Linked DNA regions of Zea mays: region 1 is linked to region 2. The links are chromatin contacts, called in public Hi-C maps. All regions are on one chromosome and are shown on one strand. Each heading gives the region's core, a stretch centred on a gene start, on an enhancer-like site or on the middle of the called end of the contact. The rest is flanking DNA. Distances are from core to core; before and after follow the strand shown.

Region 1 (6,766 bases), core at 3,993-6,492, 620 kb after region 2:
TGTCCAAAAGTTTGGGTTTTTTTTTAAGGAGCGCCTCCCGCCGTCCGGTACAGTACCAAACTAAAGACGCTATCTAGTGTTTGGTTGAGCAGCCAACTAGAACGGAGTTGTTCTATCCCTGATTCTAGGAACGGAGCTGCTCTGTTCTGTGTTTGGTAATCTGGAACGGAGCGGCTCTGTTTTTGTTTGGTTGCAGAGTGAACGGAACGGAGCGTGACTGTGAGAACGGGATTGGAACGGAGCGGCTCCGTCCGGTTGATTTTTTGGAGCAGAATGGTTCCGGATCTGATGAGAATATTCCCTAATTGGAGCCATTCTGTTCTAGTTAATTTGTAACCAAACAACAACAAAACTGGGACAGAACGGTTCCGTTATACTTGGTTCTTCAACCAAACAGTAACTAACTGGAAAAAAAAAGCCGTCGACGTGTACATCCGTCGCTTTCATTTTTCCTGCATCAGCACCCACACCGCACATAATTAAGGACAAAGACCACGTAATATCCCCCCGAAACAAATCCGCCCGTCCCCAACCGCGACCCAACTCAAAAGCATCGCGCGGCTGGCGATCGATGGAGACCCGACCGGACGTTCGGATGGGCCTGGGCACGCACGTCAGGTCGACGCTTTCCGATGCCATTGCCATGAACCACGCCACCACACGACGGGCCCGAGCACAGCTGTTGTTCCTACTGCATCTGCATCCATGGAGGCCGACGGAGCAGTCTGCCAGTCTCTTCTCCATCGGTAGTCGGTAAGGAAGATGGAGCGAGGTCAGAGGCGACAACGACGTGTGTACTGCATGCCGGCTGCCGTTCGGGTCCCACAATCTCGAAAATTTATAGCGGCCGGGGCGTGGAATCTGAGCCCCGCGGCCGGCCAGGGCACCTCAAAACTGGGGAGGATTCACGGCCGTTCCGGGCACCTGTCTACTCTGTGTGACTGTGTCTGTCCTGTCGTCGCGGGCCGCAGCCTCGGCTTCCCAGTTCCCACACCCCACGCGGCCACCCACCCCACCCGCACCCGGCGCCTCGCTTCTTTATTCCGCTCCGCTCAGCCCGCCCGCCAGAGCATCACATGCCATTGCCAACCTCTCACTGCTCGTACCGCCTCTCCACTCCACCTGCTGCCCCTGCGCCCTGACCGCGAGGGGAGGGCGCTGAGCTACCAAGGAAGCCAACCGGCGCGGACCGGGTCGGTCAACGCTTGCTGTGCACCCGACCGAGGAAGCTAGGAGGATCGAGCACGGACATGTTGGCCTCGGCGTCGGTGCCGGCCGTCTAGGAAAAGCTCGCCCGCAGAGGTAATGGATGGGCGGAGGAGGGGCGGCGGAGCTATGGCGTGGCTGCTGCTGCTTCTCGCCTCGCTGTGCACCGGCGCGTGCGGGCTCAATGCGGACGGGGTGCTGCTCATGTCCTTCAAGAACACGGTCACCGCGGACCCGCTGGGCGCGCTGGCCGGCTGGAGCTACAGCGACGCCGCGCCGTGCGCCTGGAACGGCGTCATCTGCAACGGCTTCCCGCAGGACGACACCGCGCCGGCGGCGGCGAACGTGACCTCGGCCTCCGCCGACGGCAACGGCACCGCGACGGTCGCGCGCAACGCCACCGGAGCAACCGCGGCGGCCGGCCTCGGCGCGTCGCTGGCGGCGGCCACGGTGTCGCGGGTCATCAGCCTCGTCCTACCCAACGCGCAGCTCTCGGGGACGCTGCCGCCCGACCTCGGCCGCGTCGAGCACCTGCGCCACCTCGACCTCTCCGGGAACGGCCTCAGCGGCAGCCTGCCGCCTACGCTGCTCAACGCCACCGAGCTCCGCGTCCTCTCGCTCGCCGGGAACGCGCTGTCAGGCGAGCTCCCGGACGCGGCGGCGGCCTATGCGCGCGGCCTGCAGCAGCTCAACCTCTCGGGCAACGCGCTCGCGGGCCGCCTCCCCGCCGCGCTGTGCAGGCTGCCGAGCCTCCTTGCGCTGGGGCTCGCCAGCAACCACCTCGCCGGTGAGCTCCCCGTCGGAGGCCTCGGGACGTTGGAGCTTGTTGACCTGAGCGACAACGACTTCAACGGCTCGCTCCCGTCGGACTTCGGTGGGACCGCACTCCGCCTCCTCAACGTTTCGTCCAACAAGCTCGCCGGCGCTGTGCCGACCGAGCTGGCCGCCGTCGTCCCCGCGAACGCGACGGTGGACCTGTCGCGGAACAACTTCACCGGCGCGATCCCACAGGCCGGCCCGTTTGCCGCGCAGCCGGCGGCGGCGTACGAGGGCAACCCGAACCTGTGCGGGCCGCCGCTGAAGCAGGCGTGCTCGATCCCGTCGTCGCTGTCGAAGCCTCCCAACGCCACCGACTCGCCGCCGGCGTTCGCGGCCATCCCCAAGAACCCCGCTCGCGCCCCGCCGCAAGCCCAGGGGCAGCCGCCGAGCGAGCAGGATAAGCTTCGTCCCGCGTCCATTGTGGCCATCGTCGTCGGGGACATCGCCGGCGTCGGCCTCCTCTTCATGCTGTTCATGTACGCGTACCACGTCAGGAAGAAGAGGCGGCAGCGTCGGGAGCAGGACCCGACGCCGCCGCTGCACCTGCAGCAGAAGAGCGCGCGAGGTTTCGACGGCGGCGTAGTCAAGACGCTCGACATCGCCGGAGGCAAAGAAGAGAAGGCGTCCACGTCGACGGGGTGCTGCATTGGCCGTAGGAACGACAGCTCGGACAGCTCCGAGTACTCCGCGTCGTCGGACGGCGAGTCCTCCGACGAGGAGGGCCTCAAGAAGAGGGGAAGCTTCATCGGCCGGAGCACCCCGCAGGAGCACGGCAGCAAGAAGCACAACCTGCCCCAGCAGCAGCAGCAGGCGCCCCCCGCGCCTGCGACGCTGGTGACGGTCGACGGCGACGGCGAGCTCGAGATGGAGACGCTGCTCAAGGCGTCGGCCTACATCCTCGGCGCCACGGGTTCCAGCATCGTGTACAAGGCCGTGCTCGGCGACGGCACCGCGCTGGCCGTCCGGCGCATCGGCGAGAGCGGCGGCGCCGAAAAGCTCAAGGACTTCGAGGCGCAGGTGCGCGCCGTCGCCCGGTTCCGCCATCCCAACATCCTCCGGCTGCGCGGCTTTTACTGGGGCGCCGACGAGAAGCTCCTCATCCACGACTACGCCCCCAACGGCAGCCTTGCCAACATCGCATTCAGCAGTAAGTTCCTCCTTCGTCTCTCTCCAGCACCAACGTTCATTCAGATACTAGAAATTGCATCGGAAAGTTGCTTGATTTGACACCGACTAATGATGCACCTGTAGTACGGTTCATAGGCTCAAACTTTATAATCATTTGCAACGGCTTGGTGAGTCTTATGAAAAGATGGCACTTTACTGATTGTACGTGCTGCAACTTAAATGCGCATTAGTAGTACTGATTCAACTATTGTCTGAAGGAAGAGCTTAATCGCATTGGTCACAGTCACAGGTACTGGTAGTGCAAATAAATTTGTCATTGCTCACACGAATCATTGCAATTTTGCTGCAAGTCTTAAGGACTCGTCCCTTTGGTACTGAAAGAACTGTCCTTTGGTTGCTTTGCTTCATCAGTCGCAAAATCAGTACAACTCCACAACGCCTAACGCCTTGGCGTTCCATTTTTACGATCACGAGGCTCACTTCACCTGATTTGGTCATATGGCCCTGTTTGTTTCGGCTTCTGGCAGCTTCTGGCCACCAAAAGCTGCCGTGGACTGCTAAACGCTCAGCTTTTCAGCCAGCTTCTATAAAATCCGTTGGGACAAAAACCATCCAAAATCAACATAAACACGTAATCGGTTGAGTCGTTGTAATAGTAGTAATAGTAGGAATTCGTCACTTTCTAGATCCTGAGCCCGTAACTTTATGTTCCTCACACGTAATCGTAATGACCGGATGATTTTGCCGCACCTCCTCTGCAGGGCGCTTCGGGTCGTCGTCGCCGCTGCACCTGAGCCTGGAGGCGCGGCTGCGGATCGCGCGCGGCGTGGCGCGAGGGCTGGCGTACATCCACGAGAAGAAGGGCGTGCACGGGAACCTGAAGCCGAGCAACATCCTTCTGGGCGGCGACATGGAGCCATGGATCGGGGACCTGGGCCTGGACCGGCTGGCGTCGGGCGAGGCGGCGCCGCACTACCGCGCGGGCGCGTCGGCGCGGCTGTTCGGGAGCAAGCGGTCGATGCACTCGACGAGCAGCCTGCCGGACCTGTCACAGATGCCCGGGCCGGGCGCGAGCCCGTGCGGGTCGGCGTCCGCGGCGGCCGCGGCCGCCAGCGCCGCCCCGGCGCCGTACCAGGCGCCCGAGTGCCTGAAGAACCTGCGGCCCACGGCCAAGTGGGACGTGTACGCCTTCGGCATGGTGCTCCTGGAGCTGCTCTCCGGGCGGGTCTACTCGGAGGTGGAGCTGTGCCAGTGGCACGCGGGGCTGGTGGCCGCCGAGGAGCACGGCCGCGTGCTCCGGATGGCCGACCCCACGCTCCGCGGCGAGGCCGACGGCCGGGAGGACGCGCTGCTGGCGTGCTTCAGGCTCGCCTTCGCGTGCTGCGCCATGGCGCCCGGCAAGCGGCCCTCCATGAGGGACGCCGCCATGGTGCTCGAGCGAACGGCGGCGGCGGCGGCGCCCGGCGCCGCCGCGAGCAGCAGCGGCGCCGCTGTGCCCTGAGGGGGAAAAAACAACTGACCTTGTAGCGCTTGGAGCCGTTACTGATCGCAATAATCTTACTGCAAGTGCACGGACGGTGGTGGCGGCGTCGGCGTTGATCGCCGGTGGCGAGCTTGTGTGGTAGGGCGTGTACGTAGATCTGTTACTGATTTTGGAGGTGCTGCGAGAATTAATTAACCTACTAATCATCTGTGTTTGTGATTGTGGATTTGAAAGCGATGCATATTCCTTTTTTTTCGATCTTGCGTCTCGGTGGATCTCAAGATGTGTACTTACTGTGACAGTGTCAGTGTCTGATGGCCACACGATCAATGGGTTCTTCTGAATCTGATCGACCAAATCGGGATGGTTCTTGAACCTGTCGTGCCGGTTCAGTTCAGTGCACCGGAGCCGGACTCGGACAAGAATTCAACAAGGCCTGCTGCTGCTGCTGCTGCTTTGACAGGCGCTAGCCGCCACCGGTACAACTCTCCAAGTCTGTTTTGTCCGGCGCGCGCACGCGACGAAACGCGGTGTCCCGCCATGTCCGTTCCAGCGCTCCGCAGCGAGCAGGGAATATTGTAGTGGTCTTCCTCATATTCCTTCCACCGTGCCGTCACTCTCCTCGAGACGGAGACGGAGACGGAGACGGAGACGGACCACGGGCGACAGGCCAGGGCAAGCAGAGAGAGTAACTTCTCTGGGCCTCTGAGGGTTTGGGAAGATGCCGTGTTGGCCGGGGTTTTTTTTTCTGCCGGCCGCGTCTTCCTGCCCTGTGCTCCTGCTGCTCTGCATGTCGGTACCACCCTCGCCTCGTGACACGTGATCGCCAGAGCTTAGCCAGTAAGCACGGGTTCCTTAATTAGGTCTAACCCAGACCCAGCAAGTGACAGGTTAACATCCAGTCCCCAGAAATAAGCTGACATAAACTACTGTGTATGTGAGTGAGATAAAGGTCAAGTTCTTGCAACGGCATGCGCCTCAATGGCATGTTACTGTCACAACAGCTCACATGCTGCATTATAGAAATAGAGTGGCACGGAGTCAACGAAGGAAAGGCTTGTAAAACAAGCTATGTAGGCTCGTAAAAAGCAGATCAGGGTTGTTACTTGTTAGATGCTTCGTTATCCTAGCCCGAAGAACCGAGGACTATTTTCAAGATTGGAGGAGTCGCCATATGAGGTTGGAGTCGGATTCGGTGTTCATGGTGACGACATCTCTGATAGAGCCCTGGACCTCCTTTTGCCCCTTGGCATCTAGTGGTATAAGATCCCATGGCTCTTCATGGTTCATGCCTCGCGACACTTGACGTCATAAGTCCATGGCTCCTCGTGCCCCCGGGGCACCTAATTATATAGTATACTCTTAGAAGCTAAAATTCCTCTTAGAAGGTGAAGAGGACTTAGTGACAACCTCGGTCTATTTTAATTATATAGTATACTCTCACGAGCTAAAATTCCTCCTAAAAGGAGACGATGACTTAGTGACAACCTCGGTCTATTTCGTAGCTGAAAGGTGTGAAGGGTCCACTGAATACGACATCAAGACATCAAGACACACCACGTCTAGATGCTTTAAAGATTGTCACAATACTATATATTAATGAATAAGTCTCATGTACAAGATATTAAATGTACGATGGGCAACATTACATGGCTAACATGATGTGCAGACATGCAATATAGGCTCTAGAGCACTTGAGGTCGCTAAGCAGTGCATGTGTAATGTCATGTAACCATAGAAACAAGTGCATACTATACCTGGAAATATAATAAAACACAAGGGCCAGTGTCGGTAGCCAGTCACATGTGAACAACAAGACCATGTCGTGAAGGCTGATGTCATAGGTTATAATGCCTACATAGGTAGCCGATATAGCGGTTATCTTACCAAAGGATAATTAACCTCGACAATGCCAACATTTAATGTGATACTGCAAGCATACCCTTGGCACGTGCATAGTTGTTAGGTGTACCTAGGGCCATTATATACACATAGTTTAGTATATACCATTTACTTCATGATAGGAGATCTCAAATGCCCGAGGGTTGAGATAATCTACGTCTTTTGATGAGATTTGCTCGGATTCGGTCCAAAATCGAAGGGTATGAACTTCTAGAGTTACGGTCCAAG
Region 2 (6,681 bases), core at 1,712-4,211:
ATAGACCAACTGGATTAGATTCGTCTCGTCTTTTAATCTTCGGCTGACAAATTAGTTTTATAATCCGACTACGTTTAATACCCGGAACGGAGGTTCAAACATTCGATATAACAGGGGCTAAATTTTAGTTTGGGGTAACCAAACACCCCGCAATCAAGGGGGAGCAATCGTCGGGAAAAAGTTCTTTTTTTTTTGGTAACACTCAAGATAATGTTCTTCTTTTTTTTTGTGTAAAAGAACAACATAGGATCTGTTGATCCTCTCGAGGTCCACCGAACGATCATAGAAGGTCGAGAAAAAAAGTTGTTGACCGCGGTCGAAGTTGTGTCCCAAGTAGCGGCGTAAAAACCGTTGGGGCTCAGGCTAGAGTCCCGTTCCATGCACTTGAAAACTTGCCTTGCCCTTCCCTAGTAGTACACTACAGTACTGGAGTCTCTGAAACTAATGATGCAACTGAAGGGATGCCATGCCCCCTGGGTTTCTGTCCGTCCTCCAGGAAGGGTCGGGGTCCGATCTGCAGCAGCAGACTAGTCACTAGTGTGGTGGTTTCCTAGGATTCCAACATGCAAAATGGTTCTGGTCGGAGTGAAAATGGTTCGGTGTCTGTCAGTTCCTTCGAGGTAGTATAGTAGACAGTGGTCTGCTTCCACACAAATGGTGGTGTTGAGCCTTTGAGATGGCTCCATCTATCACGGTAGGCAGCTGGATTTCGTACTCCTCTTTGGCCTTTGGCTCGTGCTGCCCTACTGTACTGTCCGTCCTCGAACAGAACAGAACAGTCACCAACCAAAATTTAAGATACTCAGTTCTGATTGTTGATGCTTCCATCTTTCAGAGTCTTAACACAGGAACATATTCCTACGCACTCCCTATCTGTTGTTCACTGTGCTCTTTGTCGCTTCTTCCCTGGCCGTTGCCCTCTCCATTGGTTGATGCGGCCCTGTACTGTACTAGAGGATGTGTTGAGGTTCCGCCCGCGACACGAGAGAGAGGACCTGAGAAAGGGTGGGAAAAAAAACAAGTTCCCATTTGCCTTGTTTACTGTGTGCTCTGTAACTGCTGGTTCGAAGGGCACAGTGCTGCTCCACTGTGATCCGCGATCCGGTACTTTGCACAAGACGTGTGGCATCATCTTCATCGATGTGTGTGTGTGTGTGTGTGTCTAATTCTTGCCTGATGACGGCACAACGTCAGCATGCAACTGACGGGGTAGCTAAAACCTCACTCGTTTAGTTTCGCAGAGCAACGAACGCAGTCGTGGTGGACTGGATGGCTGGCTGGTCAATTGGTCATATAGGAGACAGCAGAGAACGCCCTGGATCCTAGATATATATCTCATGATCTTCGGCAGTCAAAGAAGAGATAGGCCAGTCGTCGAGCCTTGTCGTCTGAATAGGAGTTTTCAAAAGCGTTTAAGATGCTCCTTTGTTTTTTGTGACAAAAACCATTTCTCTTTTTTTGCAAAACGTAGTACTCATGCAGTCATGCTGGTGGGTGCAAATGCACGGCAGGCCTCAAAACTATTTTGCTGAGAGATGTTGGTCCAACACACAACGTGAGACTTAAGAGCCGCTCCAAATGGGTGCTTGCTGCTGCACTGCACCTGGAAAGCGGGGAATGCCGGCTTCCAAAAGATCCAGTGCAGTTTGAAAGAAAAATGACAAGGAATGGGCTATACGTCTCCTTTCGTGGAAAAAAACGAGTATGCATCTATGGGTAGAGGTAGAGCGGCAACTGGCACGGCGTACCATTTTCTGAAGCTGATGGTTTGGTTGCTGAACCGTATCGTTTGGTGCCGACTCCTTTTCAGTTCAGGGGACAACAATGCAGCGCCGGCCAGTCACACGGTGTTTTGGTGGCAACTTCATCGATCTCTTTGTCCCCCAGCGATTTCTCCTAAACTTTTCTCCTTATATGGTACTATATAGCCACGTTAACAAGATTTCCTCCCCTATATTCACTCTGTTCGTAACGATTCCCTTATATATCCGTCTACACGTAAAATATATATATATCAATCCAACTAGCGTCAAATACCTTTTTTTTTCAATTTTGGTTTTGTTCACGTACAAATCCATTCAAAAATTGAGTTTCATTTTTTTTAAAAATTACAAATATAATATTCATACATTAGTGTGCGTACGTACAATTAAATTTTTTAAATTATTTTTCGAATTTTTCATAATTGCTTAACTGAGCATATTGGTGGCGCAACGTCTTGGATTACTTCGTTCGCTGAGGTGCCTGCGTACCAGAATATCTAACCATCGTTCCCATTATGTGTGGCTGTAAATTCCTCAAGACGGTGGTCTGTATGAGTTTTTCGATAGCTCGTTTGCTTTGTGTGTCATGTTTATTACCGGTTCCTGAAAAAAAGAACCCATGCTGAGTTGCACGCGTTTAATTTCTCTCTCTCTCCCCCTATTGAATGAATAGCTAGCTACTTTAGGTACTCCCTCTGTTTTTTTATACATGACGTTTCCTAGTTCAAATATGAACTGTTGGCCGTCAAATATTTAGAACCGGAGGTAGTACAAAGCTTGGTTATAGTCTTCTCTCCTGTATTTTTCACTTCTCCTTTTGGCTTGTAGCTATAACTCAGTTTATTTTTTATGTCTCGTAAAGGAAGAAACCCGCCATGGTTCAACTAGTTTTTTTTTGGGGGTCGCCCTTCTGGCTTTGTAACTCATGTTGATCCTAGTGATGTGTCTAAATAAAAAAATGTTTTCGTATACCGAATGAACCGGTGTAATGACTGTTTTCAGGGGTGGGGGCCTACAATATTCCCTCTGTCCAAGGTTCGGCAAGTGCTGTGCTGTGGGGTTGTACAACGTTTCTGACTCGAGACTTTGGATCAAACCTTTAGCGCGTCTGCTGAGAAACAGGTGCCTACCTATCTACCATCGCTGTCAAGATCAAGCATAGTCCCGAACTTAACTTTGTTCCGAATGCGCGCGCGCACACACACACCTGTGCTGTGCTACATTGGGTTTCGTGGGCAAGTATTGTGTGGGTACTGTGTGGGGGTGGGTCCGTACTGTTGCGTTGGCTACTTCCCCGGCCGGAGGGAGCTCGTCAGCTCCCTCCCTCCCTTCACTTGGGAGTTGGGACATGGCAGCAGCATTTGATTCGCGCCTCTCGCGGGCAGAGGGGACGGGAGGGGAGCCATTAAAGCGGCGGCCCTGGCAAACTGTTGCCTCGGCTCAGCCTGGTCCTCTCGTCTCCACGTTCCGGTTCTGATTGGCGCGGAAGATCTGGTGGGAGACGGACGGAGAGCGTACTAAAAATCCTTCCCCACCCCATGGCTCAGGCTCAGGATTCAGAAGAAAAAAAATCACATCACTCTTAACAACTTTCCATATACAGCCAGCCATACAGGGTACTACTACTTAGTCTTGGGCAGAACCAACCCATGCTAAACACGCGTACGTCTCTCGTCTTGAAAGGGGCTGCCAATTGCCATGCACCCTTTTTTTTTGTTCCAGATATGTTGTGAGTTTTGCATTGGTAAAACATTCTTTCGAAAAAGAGAAACAAGAAAGGAGCAACACTGGAAGGGGGGACTGAAGTGGCTGTTTCGGCCATGCTCTCGCTCTGAAACAAGAAAGGGGCGTGATTGATGAGCAGTCAATACGGGGTGCAGGGACGGACAGCCAGACAGTAGCCTAGTCAAGTGCAGACAGACGGACACACAGAGAGAGAGAGAGAAGCGAGCGAGCGAGCGAGCGAGCGAGAGGCAAGAAAATGAGGAGCAAGGACCTACACGGATTGGCCGCTTATGGAAATACTCACAACTCAGCTTGCTCGCATTTGATTCCCTACCAGCCTGCTGCTGTTCACGGTGGGCAGACGCCAGACACAGCGCTGCTCAGAGATCCAGCACAATAAAGCTCTCGCCTTGCCCTGCCCCGCCGTCTTCCTTGCATCTCTCTCTCTCTCTCTCTCTCGGGGGTAAAATTAAATACAGGCTTCCCGTTTTTACATCCTGCAATGGACGTGCTGCGCGCCTGCGTCTCTCCCTTCGCGTACGAGCCTGCTTGGTTACTTTGAGCAAGGCTTGTGGTCAGGTCTGTAATGGCTTTTTCATCTTGGTCGCTTTTCCATCGTGGAGGTGAAGGAGAGAACGTTAGGCGCACCTACCGCCGGCTGGCTTCCCGATCAATTGGACATCCCAATCCCAATCCCAACTGCGCCTTCTTGGGCCAGCACGCCTTGGTCAGTGGACAGTAACTGCGATTCATTGGTCGCTTTGACATCCCAAGTAGTGCTACTTCCCTTTTGTCTGTGAACTTTGTTGGGGGCATGCATCGAACCGGCTGGACTAGCTGTTTGTTATATCATTTGCTACCGCCAAGCTCAAGCCAAGTTTTTTTTCACTAAGTAGTTAAGAACCAAAGCTATATAATATTCGCCTTTTGTTTAAATACGTATCATTACAAGATAAAAATCAGTACATGGTCTAGAAAATAAGCAACAAAAAAAACAAAACAAAACTATGTTGAGTTGTTAGCTGTTAGTAGCTTATTAGGGCAGTTTCAACCAACAAAACTATGTATACGATACATTCTATACTTGTCATGAAAATAGAAACTATATATATATTTAATTAATGGGTTTTTAATTAATAGTTCTATACTATGTTTCGGTCATCCTATTCGGACTGTTCATTGCTAGGGATGAATGCACCTAGCTACTAGAGATCCAAAACATGCACTAATAAGTCATACTTAGTTGGCTAGCTTTTTGGCTGTATCTAACAATCGCGGCCTTAGGCCTATAGCCAATACAAACATCAACAAAATGGTACCACTCTTTAGTCTCAGTAATCTATCTCAGGTTACCTATGTTATATTATAGTTCGGCAACGGATATGATCCACAAGCAATGTTGCCTGTTTACTTTAGCTTATGCCAAAATATAGGCGCGCCCTCCTTTTGTATGGCCATGCATATATATTGAACTATACACTTTTGAGTTATTACATATGAACTAGGAAGCACGTCCGTGCATTACAACGGAAAAAAGAAACTACCAAACATAAAACACTTTTAGAGAGCAAGTATAATAAGAGGATGTAAACATGTTAAATGCTGGAGTGAAGAGAAAGAAAGAGAAGTTGGTTGTAAACTTACAACTGGTTTAGACAAAAGAACCAATTTTTATTAGTGACAAGTGGGTCATGCATTAGTAGTGAAGAACAAACTACTATACAAATATGTTTAAGGGATAGAAAAAGTAAGAATTGAACTTTTGCCTCTTTAATACTCCCCAGTCACAAATTAGTATTCGTTTAGCTTCTGATTTTTATGTCTATAATCAACAGAATAATGATTAATCTAGACATACATATATATATATATATATATATATATATATATATATATATATATATATATATATATATATATATATATATATATATGATAAATCTATTAAAAAACATAAAACAGATTTTATTTTTAGACAGTGGGAGTATTAGGTAAAGGTATAGTTAGCCTTTCATATTTGATGCTTCTGTCCAAGGTTACAATACAAAAAAAGTACTCCAGCTAATCTAATCACTAAAAATTGAATTTACCACTATTATATATATATATATATATATATATATATATATATATATATATATATATATATATATATATATATATATATATATATATATATCCCTGGTCATGTGGATCATAGCAAACACACTGTACCACTACCTCACACATCTGTCTAGGTTATATTGAGGAAAGCTATTATAAATATATATACTAATAATTGGAAAACAAAATATATATATAAACGTGTTTGAAAAAAATGTAAGCAAGGTCTACCTATATAATACTCTCTTTATCTCAAATTAAAATATGTTTTAGCATTTTAATGCATTTATACAATAATTGATATATATGTTTTATATATATGTATAAATTCATTGTCATTTGAATATACACATACAAAACTATGAGTTAAAACAAATATTAATTTGAGACAAGGAGAGTATATAAAAACTAGACTCTCTCCGGTTTTCAAATACTTGATGTTTTGGACATAATCTTATATAGCAAGGAGCTATTAAATAGAGCTGTTCTTTTCAACATTATCACTAATAAATACATTTAGGTTTCATAAAAACCATAAGAAGACGTAGCCTAGATGGTTGCAACGCTCTCCATATGGATCATTACACAATCTCTTGAGATTGAATTCTCATGGAGGTCTTTTTTTTTTTTTTTTGCTTTTTTGTGTTTTTATTTGTGACTGAACGCATGCATGGGTCCCGTGTGGGTTGCGCGGGTGTCGTAGTTTACGCTGGCCCCGTGTATTTTTTTTCTTCTGTGTTTTTTTGACGGGTGCGCTGGGTTCGGCAGAGAGACGGGTGCTGGACTGAAAAACGAAGAGGCTAAAGTAATTAGCTATGCATGGGAGAATATGTGGACCATCTAGACCAGGGGTATACTAGTAAAAAATGAGCTTCAAATGCTTCAATATTACTCCCTCCGTCTCATTATATAAGGCATAACTATCACTGGTTTAAAGACCAAGAAATGTATTTAATTCTCTTTATACCACTGCATCGATGTACATATACATAGAGAGAACACACTTTATATTGTGAGACAAGAATAAAAAGTAGTTATACCTTATATTCTGAGATGGAGGGAGTAAGTATTTACATCCAAATTAAAACCC

What was found. A called contact is a pair of places that touch in the nucleus more often than the background predicts.
Region 1: a contact with region 2 is called in a Hi-C map of ear, with 2.7 times the contacts expected there. The contact joins two enhancer-like sites. A contact is called at or near these places in 2 of 25 Hi-C or Micro-C datasets (ear and tassel).

The regions. Positions count from the first base shown.
Region 1 is chr9:101,490,224-101,496,989 of Zm-B73-REFERENCE-NAM-5.0, forward strand. LOC103638747 (probable LRR receptor-like serine/threonine-protein kinase At4g37250) reads left to right here and starts at 370. Exons shown (of 2, transcript XM_008661572.3): 1 at 370-3,172; 2 at 3,915-4,892. The coding sequence starts at 1,306. The coding sequence ends at 4,654. Within about 2 kb of position 5,243, at least 19 of the 20 cell types and tissues checked have an H3K27ac peak or open chromatin away from gene starts, as enhancers often do. A contact at or near this core is called in ear and tassel, where this site is marked.
Region 2 is chr9:100,872,265-100,878,945 of Zm-B73-REFERENCE-NAM-5.0, forward strand. No RefSeq gene overlaps it. Among protein-coding and RNA genes, the nearest start is that of LOC118473372, 42 kb to the left of the region's middle. Within about 2 kb of position 2,962, at least 13 of the 20 cell types and tissues checked have an H3K27ac peak or open chromatin away from gene starts, as enhancers often do. A contact at or near this core is called in ear and tassel, where this site is marked.